Regions from separate parts of the Gossypium hirsutum genome. Here region 2 is linked to region 1. Evidence: chromatin contacts called from public Hi-C data. All regions are on one chromosome and are shown on one strand. Each heading gives the region's core, a stretch centred on a gene start, on an enhancer-like site or on the middle of the called end of the contact. The rest is flanking DNA. Distances are from core to core; before and after follow the strand shown. Region 1 has its middle 11 kb from the start of LOC121202982. Region 2 has its middle 8.3 kb from the start of LOC107944346.

Region 1 (2,700 bases), core at 33-2,532:
TTGCCAAACTGTGTCTTAATTAACTGTTGAAACTGAGTAAAATATTCTATTGCTTAAGCTTTTTGATGTAAAAGATAAACCCAAGTAAACCTAGTACACATGTCAATAAACGAAACGTAATATCTCTTATCATTACATGCAACAAATCCGGGACCCCAAAGATCAGAAACAATCAACTCAAAAGGACGATAGCTAGTAGTCGAAGGTGAAAAAGGCAACTTATGTGACCTCCCTTTTTGACATGCAGTACATATACCATCAAAACTATTTTTACTTGAAACATTATTACATTTATTTAGAATAGTCTTGACCACAGAAGCTGACGGGTGGCCTAAACGATTATGCCATAAAGCAAACACAGAACAATTTGCAACTGTACGTGGAACTTGTGAATGAGCAACAAATGGAGCAACATTAGACAGAGTAGAAACCACTGGCATAGAAAATTGATATAGTCCATCACGAATGCGGCTCGTCAGTAATGTCTCCCGAGTCACGACATCCTTAAAAATACAATGGGTAGGGTGAAACTCAAAAAACACACCATTATCACGAGCAAACTATGAGACGGATAAGAGGTTTTTTCGAATACTTGGCACATATAAAAAATTTGACAATCGTAACAACTTAGACTGAATAGGTAAAATAGCAATACCAATTGATGAAATTACCGCAGGAGTACCATCACCCATTAAAAGAAATGAAGTACCTGAATATGGCGTGACATCACGTAAAGCTGACACATCACGACAGACATGATGACTTGCTCCAGAGTCAGGGTACCAAGACGTGGTGTCACCGTGCACTGGAATGTACGAACCATCATCGCCAGTACTAGACCCAAGTTGAGCAGTATTGACATGAGAGCCAGATACTGATGGCTCAGAATAATCAGATGCATGTAAGTCCCCTAGCCAAGGAAGCCCAATACATGGTCCTGACCCAGTATAAACCCGAGCGCGTAGTTTGGTAAATCACAGACCCCGATCAACACCAATCGGTTCAGGCGAACCGGGATCAACTTGATCAACTTGAACAAAGTTAGAAGATGGTACACCATTCGGTCCAGCATTTTGTTCAATATTCGGCCCATGTGATGCATGCATAACATTCGGCCCATGTGACACATGCCTTCCATTCCCAGCAATAAATTCAAGTGGCGTATTGCCATTAAAATCAGGCCCATCATCAGTACCAAGATTACGCAAATTGGGCTTGTAACCATTAGCATATGAACGGCCATAGTCATGCTGAGTATATGACACATGTGGCCCACGTGCCAATTGTTCATTTTGCATGCCAGCACACCAATTTTGACCACCAGCATACCTATTTTGACTCGCATAGTTCCCTTGGCCATAAAATGTTCTTTGACTTTTCTGAAAAGGAGCCACACACTGTTCTTCACCATGTTGCGCAAACAACTCCGAATCAGACCTCTCAACACCAGACGGAACCCCTTGGTAAGAGATCGAAGGCATCACAGACGAGATATTCGAGTCTCGGTTTGAGTCACGATGGTAACGGTAGTAGCACTTCTGAGCCACTTGACCGAATTGACTACAGATTTGGCATTGAACGCGAGATCGAAAAGTTCTGCCATGGCCACGAACAGGCGTACGACCACTACGACTGTTCCCTTCAACAGACGACGCATCTTTAACAAGGTTTGCGTGCAAGTTTACTTCCTACAACACTTGAGCTTGACGATTCTCACAGTTAACTAAAGCATCAACCAAACGTTTTAATGACAAAATTCCAGTCGACAATCGAGCAGAAGAGATAACCGCCTCAAACTCCAGCGGCAAGCCCGCGAGCATCACCTCAATCTTCTCTTCATCAGAGATACGAGAACCAGAGGCATCTAACATAGCACACAAACTTTTAATTCGAGCAATGTAAGCTTTAATAGAAAGATTACCTTTCTTCAAAGAGTGAAGCTCATGCCGAATCCTTGACTGCTTGGCTCCAGTATCAGCCGCAAAGAGATTAATTGTCGTATTCCATATGTCACACACCGTGCAAGCATCATCAAACGACGATTGATGAAAAGAACTTACAGTAGACAAAAGCCAGAAAGTCAGAAGTCGATCTTGCTGCGTGAACACCTGAGCTACCGGATTTAGAGCACGAGATCCATCGGGCAGTGGAATGAATCGTGATGGTGGAGCAACGGTACCATCTAAGAATCCTATAAGTCCATAGCCATCAACGATTAATTTGACTTGTTTACGCCATTGAATATAGGTGCCGTCATCGAGTTTGACCACCTCATGCCGAGGAAAAATATTTGTGACACGATCACCGGTGAACACAGTAGAACTAGGCTCACCAGATGCAGAATCAGTAGAAGCCATGATAGACTATAATCCAGAATCAACTGGCGAATGATACCATGAAAGAACTACGAAAACAGAAAATAGAAATATCTAATGAAACAGAGAATGAGAGAATAAACTTCTTTCTTTTATTCAAAAATCCTTGATCTCTGAATACACAAGGTATAGTATTTATAGAGACTTGAGTAACTACTCTAAACTGAGCAACAACATTTTACCAGATTCACAACTAACTAACAACTTTCTACACTACTAATTCATGACAAACATAAATTAATATATATATAAATATATAAATTATGTTTGTCACGTGGCACCACCAAATTGGCTAAAAATGCCACGTCAGTACAAATTAACGGTG
Region 2 (2,700 bases), core at 58-2,557, 41 kb before region 1:
CTCCACCAAAAACAATGTTGTTTTTCTCTCCCTTTTGTCCAATAGTTTAATTTAGGAAAATGTTGGTGTTTTCCTCGATAACCTGTCGTAAGTCTTATCTACATACATTAGCAGAAGCAGAGGAAGTCAATCTACCATAAATTTTGTTGACGAGTTTGGATGTAGGTGGACATCTTTTTTTTTTTTTTTTTAACGTATGCCCAATTGCCATCCGCAAATGAAGATCGGAAGAGGGTGAGGGTGCCAAGATTCTTTTTAGCGACTAAATCCACCATATCCGCAGTTGTCGTACCATAATTTTGAACGGTGCTTTTCTTTTAATATTAAATTTTGCAATTATGTTTTCGCGGGTTACAAATCTAGAAATCTACCTTGGTGGTACGTACGGGGTCCTGCTTAGACTTGATTTCATTCATCAAGCTCATCAAGATATTGTTTGTACAGCTAGGAGCTTATACGCCTCAATAAAACTACACGTGATTATGCCTCAATAAGTTTCAAATTAAGTAACTAACTAATCTGATTATGATTAATTAACTTTGAAATTGATCATAATCTTTTACAATTATATAGGCTAACCAGTAAAAACATTAAAATGAATTCTTAAATGATTAATTTCACTTAAAAGAAAGAAGAAGCAAAGATTAAGTGTAAATACTTCAAATATTATTACAAAGTCGCACATATAAACTTCGCATGCTTACAAACAAAACAAATATGTAAATGTTGTCCCTTAATAAATAATTCTCTCATTTAGAACAATTTAATAGGGTAAATCATCAATATTGAGCTTCTTTGGTGAAGTAAAATTTGTACACTAATGCTAATATAATTAGAATGGAATGATTATAGTTCGATAATAGTACGAATTAGGCTTATGAAAATATAGGTTCAAGACTACTTGGAGTAAACACAAAATCAATTACTCCGGCTCAACAATATAATATCACTTTGCACATTCTCTATAATAAAAGTCTTTAATTTGACCTGTCAAGATGCTTGGCTTTAAATTTCAAGAATTGAAATCTTCTACTTGTCTAATAGGTAACACTATTAATAAATTTTTAAATGATTAAATATATTTAAATTAGATAAGAATGAAAAATTAAATTTCTAAAATTAACAAATTTCAAATATAAGGAGGGTGCAGTTGAATTAGACGACTAGATTATTATGCCAATAAAAATAGGTGAAGTGGAGGTGCTGCTTAAATTTGATTTTAGACCCAATTGTTTATCAGCCCAAAAAAAATCATCTCAGGCTGAGGATCCTTATTCTGGGCCACCCAACAGGAATATAAAATAAGAGCCAACATAGTCTTACAAAACCCACGTACACCAGATAAGCAAATGAGAGACAGAGGGTCGAGGGCGTTGTCATTTCATTTTACATGATTTCTGGATCCGGTTGTGTGTGAGGAGTTGACGACTGAGTACAGATGCCTCTGCTACCGCATCGGGGTCCTTCAAGAGGTCAAGGTCAAGTTCAAGATATTTTTCGACAAAGAAATTAAAAAGTTTTTGAATTTGAACTATTTAACATTTTATGCTGACGTTAAAGTTTACAAAATGAGACCACAAAATATTGTTTATTTAAACAAATACATTAAAAAAACTTTTATCTTTACCACATATTACAGCTTTATTGATTTTAGAAGAAATAATCCAATTAGTTCAGTGACTAATTTTCTACTAATATTTTTATTAATTTCAGGTGAGTTTGGATGGACGGTGTGTTTACCTGCGATTAGTGTAAAAACAGCGGTGACAGTGAGATTAGATACTGTAACGATACTCTAGCATGAGACAAAAAGTAAGCTAAACGCACCGCACCGCACCGCACCACACACCACTACCCATCCAAACCCACCCTTCATCTCTTCAGTTATTCTCTTAGAGTGGGTAGGGCAATGTTGGAAAGTGGAATAAGAGAAATAAGTTTTAAAAAAGGTTTTGGTAGAGAAAAAGAGAAAAATATTAGGATTGACACTCACTTTTACTATGAATTTCTTTTTTTTTTTTGCTTTTGAGCATTCAACTTATATATACTATGAAGGGGTATTTATAAAAACTTGCAACATCCCCAAGCATGAGTAACTTAGAAGGTGTTCAACTCAAGTGACATGTCCTTCTTGAATTTTTCAAACAAATTTAGATTATTTTCCGTAAAGATCAAATCGTCCACATAAAGACAAACAACCAAGATATCATCACCATCATTTATCTTGATATAAAGAGCATATTCATGATGACACTGTACAAATCCATTACCTTGAAAGTACTTGTCGATGAGACTATATCATGCTCGGGGTACTTATTTCAACCCATATAGTGTCTTCTTTAGCCTTAGACATTTATCTCCTTGCCTGTTGACTTTGTATTCCATGGGTTGTTCAATATAAGCTTCTTCTTCTTCCAAAAACCCATTAAGAAATGCTGACTTTAAATCAAGTTGATGTATTTTCCACTTCATTTGAGTCACCAAGGAAATAAGTAAATAAATTGTTTCAATTCAAGCAAGGGGTGCAAAGACTTCATCATAATCAATCTCATGCTTTTACTTGTAACCTTTAGCAATGAGTCTTGCTTTGTATCTTTCAAATCCTCCACTTGGATTCTTCTTTTTCTTGAAAACCCACTTAACTCTAATAGCTTAATGACCTTTTGGAAGTATTGATAACTCCAAATGTTGTTTTTCTCA

Evidence for each region. A called contact is a pair of places that touch in the nucleus more often than the background predicts.
Region 2: a Hi-C map of leaf shows a contact between it and region 1, with 1.4 times the contacts expected there. The contact joins two enhancer-like sites. A contact is called at or near these places in 5 of 34 Hi-C or Micro-C datasets (anther, leaf and stem).

Annotation. Positions count from the first base shown.
Region 1 is chrD11:19,872,188-19,874,887 of Gossypium_hirsutum_v2.1, reverse strand. No RefSeq gene overlaps it. Among protein-coding and RNA genes, the nearest start is that of LOC121202982, 11 kb to the left of the region's middle. Within about 2 kb of position 1,282, at least 6 of the 9 cell types and tissues checked have an H3K27ac peak or open chromatin away from gene starts, as enhancers often do. A contact at or near this core is called in leaf, where this site is marked.
Region 2 is chrD11:19,913,033-19,915,732 of Gossypium_hirsutum_v2.1, reverse strand. No RefSeq gene overlaps it. Among protein-coding and RNA genes, the nearest start is that of LOC107944346, 8.3 kb to the left of the region's middle. Within about 2 kb of position 1,307, at least 2 of the 9 cell types and tissues checked have an H3K27ac peak or open chromatin away from gene starts, as enhancers often do. A contact at or near this core is called in leaf, where this site is marked.